Linked DNA regions of Pan troglodytes: all the other regions are linked to region 1. Evidence: chromatin contacts called from public Hi-C and HiChIP or PLAC-seq data. All regions are on one chromosome and are shown on one strand. The core of a region is the stretch at or near the end of the contact, and the rest is flanking DNA. Distances in the headings are between cores, read along the strand shown. Region 1 holds the start of GIGYF1 (GRB10 interacting GYF protein 1). Region 2 holds the start of TSC22D4 (TSC22 domain family member 4). Region 3 holds the start of SLC12A9 (solute carrier family 12 member 9).

Evidence for each region. Hi-C and Micro-C count contacts between places; a contact is called where the count stands out from the background. HiChIP or PLAC-seq counts read pairs in DNA pulled down with a chosen protein or histone mark.
Region 2: a Hi-C map of stem cell-derived neural progenitor cells shows a contact between it and region 1, with 3 times the contacts expected there. The contact joins the promoter of TSC22D4 here to the promoter of GIGYF1 in region 1. A contact is called at or near these places in 2 of 7 Hi-C or Micro-C datasets (blood and stem cell-derived neural progenitor cells) and 1 of 1 datasets of contacts at active chromatin or transcription factors (stem cell-derived excitatory neurons).
Region 3: an H3K4me3 HiChIP or PLAC-seq map of stem cell-derived excitatory neurons shows a contact between it and region 1, with 8 times the contacts expected there. The contact joins the promoter of SLC12A9 here to the promoter of GIGYF1 in region 1. A contact is called at or near these places in 2 of 7 Hi-C or Micro-C datasets (blood and stem cell-derived neural progenitor cells) and 1 of 1 datasets of contacts at active chromatin or transcription factors (stem cell-derived excitatory neurons).

Annotation. Positions count from the first base shown.
Region 1 is chr6:110,155,755-110,158,826 of NHGRI_mPanTro3-v2.0_pri, forward strand. GIGYF1 (GRB10 interacting GYF protein 1) reads right to left here and starts at 1,555. Exons shown (of 25, transcript XM_063815478.1): 1 at 1,261-1,555. POP7 (POP7 homolog, ribonuclease P/MRP subunit) reads left to right here and starts at 3,022. Exons shown (of 2, transcript XM_016946197.4): 1 at 3,022-3,072.
Region 2 is chr6:109,942,113-109,945,184 of NHGRI_mPanTro3-v2.0_pri, forward strand. TSC22D4 (TSC22 domain family member 4) reads right to left here and starts at 1,638. Exons shown (of 5, transcript XM_519260.9): 1 at 950-1,638; 2 at 1-503. The coding sequence starts at 234.
Region 3 is chr6:110,312,580-110,315,651 of NHGRI_mPanTro3-v2.0_pri, forward strand. It overlaps SLC12A9 (solute carrier family 12 member 9), which reads left to right and starts at 1,569. Exons shown (of 12, transcript XM_063814888.1): 1 at 1,569-1,715; 2 at 3,037-3,072.

The sequences.
Region 1 (3,072 bases), core at 305-2,804:
GAGGGTGGCTAGCCTAGGTCTGCAAAGGGCACAGGAAAGATGGGAAGGAGAAAGAACCCCAAATCCCCCATGTCGGCAGCAAAGGAGAGACCCTTACTGGTACCACCGATGGTGTTTCCATGCCAAAGGCGAGGGGTTGGCGGGGTTCTAAATTGAAACTGCTATATAGACTCGAAGGGGCAGTGCACAAGAGGGTGGGAAAGCTGACGATCTTCCAGAACGACACTTTGAGAGGCAGGAGGGAAGTAAGGCTTGGGTGGCTGGAAAAAAAAAATCCAATCCAGCTAACAAGTCTTTATGTAGCATCTCCTAGTTCCTAGCACTAGGATGCAACAGACCTGGAGTCTGACCGGGAATGCGAGTAATGACTGTATAACAGAGAAGAGAGACGAGGGGCTTTTAAAAAGTTACTCGGAATTTTTTTTTTTTTTTTTTTTTTTTTTTTTTTAAGGCAAAGTGTGAGAGCTGTGGCCAGGGAGCTGCTGCACGGAGGGGCATGAGCTGAGAAGGGCCTGGCCTGGGACGGGGAGGACAAGCAGTCTCTGCTAAGGAAGGTGTTTCCCGCGGCCGAGCAACTGGGAAGAAGGAGACCCCAATGACCCAGCACTAAGATCGCCGGAGCGAAAGGAAACAGAGGTGAGGAGGACCCAGGCGAGGAGGACCCAGGCGAGGTGCCTGGGTGGAGGGCAAGGCTTCCATGTTGGCCAAAGTCGTGGAACGCTTGGACTTGGGGAACCGCAAGGCCCAGCTCGTTCCGAGGGGAACCCAAAGGCGCGCTGGGGAGAACTCCGGGAAGCGCGGGGCCCGGCCACCCTAGGACGCTAGGGTCGGGGGCCCCCAGGCGGCCCAGGGCAGGGCTTGGCAGGGGCCCGGGGGCGACCGTTAGGAGCGCGGGGGTGGAAGGCAGCGCGCCGGCCCGGGAGGACGGCGTGCCCTTCAGGGAGGGGCGCCAGGTGCGAGGGGGGCGAGCGGTCGCCCCCTAAGCCGGGCGCCGGCCTCCCGGGGCCTCCCCGAGGCTGGCCGGCTCTGGGGGAGGGTCCCGGCGGCGGGGATGGGCCGGAGCGGGCGGGAGAGCGGGCGGACGCACCGGGCTGCGGCGGCCTCGGGGAGGAGACGGGGGAGGGTCCTCGCTGGCGGCCCGCGCGCTAGCTCCGGCGCTTCTCTAGCTCGCGGGCTCGGCGCGGCCGCCGCGGCGTCGGGGGCGGGCCTGCCCCGGGGCTGGGCTGCGGGCCGGGGGCCGCGGGGCCACTGGGCGCTTACCGCGGGCGGCGCGAGGGTCCGGTCCCGGGGCGTGGGCGGCGCGCGGCGGGCGGGGGCCGGGGACGGCGGCTGCAGCGGGGGAGGGGGCGCTGGCGCTCCCGCGGCGGCCGCTCCTCTGTGTTTGTGTTTGTAGCAAGATGGCTGCCCGCCTCGCACCACGTGACGCGGACGCGGGGCCGCGGGGCCGCCCCTTCCACCGCCGCCGCCGCCGCCGCCGCCGCCGCCTCCCTCCGCGGCTCCGGCCCGCGCCACCTCTCCTCGTGCGCTGCTCGCGTGCCCCGCGCGCCACTGCCCGGACGCCCGTCGCCCCCGACAGCCCCCCCTCCCCGCCCCGACACGTGACCTGGGCGCCCGGCTGGTCACGTGACGGGGGCCCCCAGCTGCGGGCGGGGTCGGCCCCAGAGCGGCCTCCTCTCCCCTAACCTCCCCCGGCCCCGCGACGCGCGACCTTTGGGACCGAGGCCGCGGCCTCCTTGGCGGTCGGGTTTCCTCCAGGAAGCCCGCCTGGATGACAGGAGACAATAAAATCCAGAACCCTTCATCAGGCGTCCTGGGATGTGTGAAATAAGTGGCTCAGGCAGATAAGTTGACTCTCAGGAGCCTCTTTATTTTATTTTTTAAATTATTTATTTAATTATTGAGACAGAGTGTTGCTCTGTCCCCCAGGTTGCAGTGCAGTGGCGCGATCTCGGCTCACTGCAGCCTCCGCCTCCCGGATTCAAGTGATTCTCATGCCTTGGCCTCCCGAGTAGCTGAGATTACAAGCACACACCACCACGTTTGGCTTATTTTTGTTGGCCAGGCTGGTCTAGAACTCCTGACCACTCAAGTGATCCGCCTGCCTCGCCCTCCCAAAGTGCTGGGATTACAGGCGTGAGCCACCGCGCCCGGCCCCTATTTATTTATTTTTTTGAAGCAGGGTCTCACTCTGTTGCCCCAGCTGCAGTGTACTAGCCCGATCTCGGCTTACGGTAGCCTCCAACTCCCGTGTCTCAAGCGATCCTCCCATCTCAGCCTCCTGAATTGATGGGACTATAGGTGTGCACCATCACGCCCAGATAACTTTTTTATTCTCTGTAAAGACTGGGGCGGGTGGCGTGTCTCATAACATTGCCCAGGCTGGTCTTGAACTCCTGGCCTCAAGGGATCCTCCTGCCACAGCCTCTTGAGTAGCTGGGACTACAGCCGTGTGCCACCACACCCAACTAATTTTTTAAATTTATTGTATTTGTTGTTTGTTTGTTTTCCAAGACAGAGTCTTGCTCTGTCGCCCAGGCTGGAATGCAGTGGCGCGATCACAGTTAACTGCATCCTGCGCCTCCTGGGCTCAAGCAATCCTCCTGCCTCAAGCGCCCTGAGTAGCTAGGACTACCAGGGCACACCACCACGCCCAGCTTTTTTTTTTTTTTTTTTTTTTGTAGAGACAGGGTTTCCCCCATGTTGCCCAGGCTGGTCTTGAACTCCTGGACCCAAATGATCCTCCTTCCAAAGTGCCGGGAACTCCTGGACCCAAATGGATCCTCCTTCCAAGGTGCCGGGATGACAGGCATGAGCCGCCACGCCTGGCCTCTCAAAAGCCTCCGTTTCTCTTACAGAAGGATGTTAACACTGCTCTGCACCCAACCCCCGACCCCCAACTCCACACTCTTCCTTGAGTGCTGTAAGAATTAAAATAAGTGAATGTGAAAGGCTTTGACAAGAGAGAAACTGCTATGCAAATGTGAGGTGACTGAAACCCCCTTTGTTTAAAAAAAGGACTTTTCAAGAATGACTCGCTGAACTTTTTCAAGGCTCGAAAGTTCCGCGTATGCT
Region 2 (3,072 bases), core at 388-2,887, 210 kb before region 1:
GGGCAGCTTCACCACCCGGAAACGGGAGGAAGGGGCCCCAGGTGGTGGGGAGCCATTCCGGGGGGTGCCCTTGCCCCCCGGATCGGGGCTGGGCTCCCCATTGGGCAGGCGGGGCGGGGGCCCAGTTGGGGGCTGTGGGGTAGGGGGATCCGAAGCCCCTGGGCTCCCCGGGCCCTCATAGTCCGTGGTGACGCTGGTGATTTGGAAACTACTCTTCTTCTTGCCCCCGCTCATGGTCCCTGGGGCTCAGGGCTGGGCCAAGGTTGGGGGTGGGTTGGGGCTCCTTGAAGGGGCTCAGGCACCCCTGGAACAAGGGGGCCACATGGCGGGGACATCCGAGCCCCTGGGGACGTCTGGGTCCGACATGGCAGGAGGGCCTGGCGGGAACCGGGGGTGCCTGCTGGGTGAGGGGAGAAGAGGAGAGGGGAGGTGGCGGGAGGGGGGAGCAGGGGCAGGTTTTTCCTGCTGCTGTTGCTGCTGAACTCCAGAGCTGAGTTTGCAAACTGGAAAAAGAGGGAGAGAGAGAGAGAGAGTGTGTGTGTGTGTGTGTGTGAGAGAAACCAGTGGGCAGGCCACCTCCGGGGCTTCCTCTCCGGGGAGCAGAGTGGGGGAAGGGGAAACCGTCAGAGACCCAGAGACAGGCAAGAGATGACAGAGACCAGGGCAGAGGGGACTGGATCCAAGAAGGCACTCAGAGTAGAAAGAGGCAGATGAGTCCCAGAGTTGGGCATTTCTCGCCTGGGATTCTGACTCAGGGGGCCCGTATTGTCCCAAGAGCTCGGACTCCAGGGCCTGGGAGAACCAGGGTGAAGCAGCTCCCCAGCCTGGCCCGGCCACTCAGAGAGACCTCTCCTGGGCCTCGAGCCCCCACCCTCACCCCAGCTCCCACATCTCTGGGGCAGGCCCTGCCCGGCTACCCCCCAGCGCCCCACCCAGCCCTGAACCCTACCTCTGGGGTCTCGGCCACTGATCTGAGCCTGAGGGTCCCGGCGCCTAAGAGGTCGGGCTGTCCGTTCCCTGGGGCCTCCTGGCCATGGGCAGTGGCGGGGCACGCAGGCGGCGATCAGAGGCTGTCCCGTCCTCTCCGGGGGCCGCAGCTCATCCTGCCAGGCATCTCCGAGGAAAGTTTGCTCTCCGGAAAAGAAGGAACCCGCGCCTCCTCCGAGGAGCCTAGGAGCGGCCTCTGAAGCCCCAAGGGTCTGGAGACTGATGTGGGACGGGGCGGCCGAGCCCCCCTCTGCTCCGGGTGGCAGCCAGCGAGTGGGTGTCCCGAGTCTCCTCCCGCGTGACCCTGCTGGGTCCGTGTCTCCGCTCCTCGGCTCCCCTGGGTCTCTGCCTCTCCGTCTTTCTCTTTCTGGGCTGTTGACAACCCCCACACCAGGAAGTCCTGCCTCCTCGGGCCTGCTGACTGCTTCTCTCCTCCTCCTCCTCCTCCTTCCCCTCTTCCTCCCCTTCCTCCTCCCTCCCTCCTGGGGCTTCCCGCCAGCTGGCCCGGGGCCAGGCCTGCCACAGCCGCTGCTGTTGCAGTTGCTGCAGCCACTGCTTAGGCTGCTGCTCCTGGGGGCCCCAAACAGACTCCCTTAACCCCACACCTGCCGGGCCCTAGCCCCACTCTTGCAGGGAGGGGCTGCAGAGGGCGGGGCTCGGGGAGAAAGGGGAGGAGCTTGCAGGGAGGCGAGGGATTCCCTTACTTGTAGTCAATTGCTGCCATTGGCCTAGAGACACACAGAAGAGACAGAAGGCACAGGCCGGGAGGTGTGCTGCATGCCCACCCAGAAGTTCCCAGTCCCTGCTGTGGGGCGGCTGTGGCTGTTACTGTCATTCTCCTTTGGTTTTCACAGCAACTGCATTATTCCCCCCATTCCTTATTTTTAAAAGTGGATTATTGCCGGATCCCGGTGGTGGCTCATGCCTGTAATCTCCGCACTTTGGGAGGTCGAGGAAGGAGGATCGCTTGAGACCAGTTTGGACAATATAATAGCAAGACCCCATCTCTACAAAAAATAAAAAAAAAAAATAGCTGGGCATGGTGATGTGCACCTATAATTCCAGCTACTCCAAGGTGGGAGGATCGCTTGAGCCCAGGAGTTCGTGACCAGCCTGGGCAATATAACGAGATCCCCATCTCTACAAAAAATTTAAAAAATTAGCACTTTGGGAGGCTGAGGCGGGCGGATCACGAGGTCAAGAGATTGAGACCATCCTGGCCAACATGGTGAAACCCCGTCTCTACTTAAAATACAAAAATTAGCCAGGTGTGGTGGCGGGCACCTGTAGTCCCAGCTACTTGGGAGGCTGAGGCAGGAGAATCACTTCAACCTGGGAGGCGGAGGTTGCAGTGAGTCGAGATCACGCCACTGCACTCCAGCCTGGCGACAGAGTGAGACTCCATCTTAAAAAAAAAAAACAAAAAACTGAGTGTGGTGATGTATACCTGTAGTCCCAGCTACTCAGGAGGCTGTGAGGCAGGAGGATCTCTTGAGCCCAGGAGGTTGAGGATGCAGTGAGCCAAGATTGTGCCACTGCACTCCAGCCTGGGCAACAGAGTGAGACCATGTCTCAAAAAAAAAAAAAAAGTGGATTATTATTATGAAAATTTTCAAACATGCCATGCAGACATGGGGAGACCATGCAAACTCCACACAGATGGTGGTCCCAGCCCAAAATCAATTTTTAGAAAATCATCAATGTTATAATGAAATGACATTCAATGAAATGACATTGTGTGGGGGCCAGCTGTATTTTGCTGGACTATTTGAAATCAAATCCTAGATGTTATACTATTCCCCTTTCCCCCAACCTGCCCCCGCCTTTTTTTTTAGAGACAGGGTCTCTCTCTCTCTCTGTTGCCCAGGATGGAGTGCAGTGGTGCGATCATAGCTCACCACAGCCTGGAACTCCTGGGCTCAAGCCATGCTCCTGCCTCAGCCTCCCAAGTAGCTGGGACCACAGACACACACTACTACGCCTGGCTAAATTTCTTTAAAAAAATTTTTTTTTTTTTGGTAGAGATGGGGATCTTGCAATGTTGCCCAGGGTGGTCTTGAACTCCCGGCCTCAAGTGATCCTCCT
Region 3 (3,072 bases), core at 319-2,818, 160 kb after region 1:
GCACCCAGCTCCTTGCCACCTTCTTGGTGCCAATCAAAATAGTCCTGAATAAAGTCTGACTTACTGTTTTAACAAGAGTCAGATTTTTTTCTTTAATAAGCGCAGTAGAAGAGGTGAACTGAAGAGGAGGGGCTGCAGTCATTGATGAAGACAAGGTCCAAGGCAAAACCACAGACTAACAGGGTAAGGTGGAGGTTGAGATTTATGGAAGCAGAGTTCAGTGACGGACAGGCCAGGGTATGCCAGGGGAGTGCTTATAACTAACTGACCCTGAAAAAGTTTTTTTTTTTTTTTGAGACAGAGTCTCGTTCTGTCGCCCTGGCTGGAGTGCAGTGGTGCGATCTCAGCTCACTGCAACCTCTGCCTCCCAGGTTCAAGCGATCCTCCTGCCTCAGCCTCCTAAGTAGCTGGGACTGCAGGCGCACGCTTGAGTTCAGGAGTTCCAGAGAGGCCTGGGCAACATGGCGAAACCCGGCCTCTACAAAATATTTAAAAATTAGCCAGGCATGGTGGTGTGTGCCTGTGTAGTTCCAGGCACTGCGGAGGCTGAGGCAGGAGTATGCTTGAGCCGGAAAGGCAGAGGTTGTAGTGACACGAGATCGCGCCACTGCACTCCAGCCTGCGTAATAGTTCCTGGATCAAAAAAAAAAAAAAAAAAAAAAAAAAAAAAAAAAAAAAAAAAAAGGAAATGTATCTGAAACTTTCCAAGCTTCAATTTCCTAATCTGAAAAATTGAAATAGCGGTACCTACCTCACAGAGTGGCTAATTTAATGCAGTGCTATTTGCAAGGGATAATTTATCAAACCTTTAGGCGTTGTTCTAAAGTGCCCATTAAATGCTCACTGAACTCACAGCCTTAGGAGGGAGGTTCGAGTTTATGCCCATTTTACATATGAGGACGCGTTGGCAGGCGGTACTGCTGTTCATGGGATCTGTAAAGAGTGAAGAAGGAGTCTCAGCTCTCAGTAGAGTTCATAGGCTCTAGGATTTCTGCTGGAGGTGAGAACACTGCAGGGAGGCAAGAAAGCGGGCATCAGAAGGTGCAAAGCGACCCTGGGCCCAGATCGGCGGCCAATGGCTCCCTCCGGTGGCGGAAGCGAAGAGCGCAGCTGGATCGGGCGCGAAGGGAGGATCCCCGCAGCGGGTGAGGGGCGAGGCTGGGACCCGGTGGAGGTTCTAGGGTTTTGAGAGGTTGGAGGACTAGAACTCCAGAAGTCCCTGAACGAAGTGGGCCGGATTTCCCGTGACGCACCTGGCCCAGGTGTTGCAGCCCCGCCCACCTCCCTGCCGCTTTCCGCCATCCTCACACGCCCCCTTTAGTGGGGTGGCTGCTCACCGCATCTCGGAGCTCGGACTGGGGTCCGGCCCCTGCGGCGACGATTGTTTGCACCTAAGTGAAGGAGGCTCCGAGACCCGCGGCCCACGTCCTGCCGGAGACGCTTGTCTGCAGGGCTGCATTGCATCCCCGGGCGCACGTGGAGCTGGAGCAGCGCAGGCTGGGGAAGAGCAGAGAGGGTCGGGCTTCTCCGGGCGCGCCCATGGGGCGGGGCCGAGGACGGGGACCAATAGCGCGCGCGTGCTGGTGGGGGTGGGGACAGGCTCCGGGCCTGGCATCCCGGTAGCCGCAGCTGTCTTTTCCGGCCCCCGTGTACTCTCCGCCCGAGGCGGAGCCCCCTGGCTCGCGGGGATCGCCCCCGAGCGCTGCGTCCTGCGGGTGGGTGAGTGAGCGCCCCGCGGCCCCCGAGCTGTGGGGTGCACCTGGCCGGGGAGAAGGACATCTTGGCTCCCTTGCACCCCAACGGGCGCAAAGGGGCAGGAGCCCGGATTGGGGGAGGAGGAGGACCCGGGGACCTTGTGTCGCTCGGTGGGAGCCGGTCTGTGTTTCTGTTTCGCTAGGGTGTGTTTGGGTTGGTAGAGTTTGTGGGGAGGGGTGCCTCGTGTGGATGGGAGGAATCGGGGAGGCTAAGGCGAGGAGGAGGGGGTTTGAGATGGGTTGAGGGAGAGGATTGACGGAGGGTGGGGTTTTGAAAGAGTTGGAAGTTTCTTGTTGCCTGTGGGTGCGGTGATTGCATTGGGGGGCTTGGTAGGGGCAGCTCAGGACACCGAAGGAGAGGATGGGGAAGGCTCTCCTGCCCGTAACTTACTTCCCTTTTGGGAGATTTGCTTCCTCTTGCATTGCTAGTTAAGGAAGGAGAGGCTGGAGAAGCCTGTGCCGTCAGAGAACCTTTGCCCCTTTCCAGAACCGGTGCCATCCCTAGTCTCAGGAACATAAGGGAAGGGGTGGCCCCCAGGAGCCGGGAGGGGCCTTGAAACCCCTGCTGACAGGTTTGGGGTACCACTTTTTTGTGGGGCAGTGGCTGGTACCATTTGCAGCCCACAGACTTTTTTGAGTTGCCGGTAAGCAGGGTGTGGGTGCGTTCCTGTTTCCTTGCGGTTGTCTCTCTTTTTTTTTTTAATTGACACAGGGTCTCGCTCTGTCACCCAGGCTGGAGTGCAGTGGCATGATCTCGGCTCGCTGCAGCCCTACGCCTCCAGGACTCAAGCGATTCTCGTGTCTCAGCCTCCCAAGTAGCTGTGATTACAGGCATGCACCTTCACACTTGGCTAATTTTTTTTTTTTTCTTGTGAGACGGAGTCTCACTCTGTCACCCAGGCTGGAGTGCAGTGGTGTGATGTCGGCTCACTGCAACCTCTGCCTCCTGGGTTCAAGGGATTCTCCTGCCTCAGCCTCCCAAGTAACTGGGACTACAGGCATGAGCCACCATGCCCAGCTAATTTTTGTATTTTTAGTAGAGACGGGGTTTCACCATGTTGACCAGGGTGGTCTCGAACTCCTGACCTCAGGTGATCCGCCTGCCTCGTCCTCCCAAAGTGCTGGGATTACAGGCATGAACCACCGAGCCTGGCCAATTTTTGTATTTTTAGTAGAGAGCAGCTCTGTCTTTTGGGGAGGCTTCAGGGTGTTTGATTAGTGGTCTTTGGGGGTGGGCGAGCTCTGTGGGGGTGCTTTTGATGCAACATAATCTCCTTTGCAGGTCACCTAACCCATTTGTGGCTTCCTCTACCTGTGC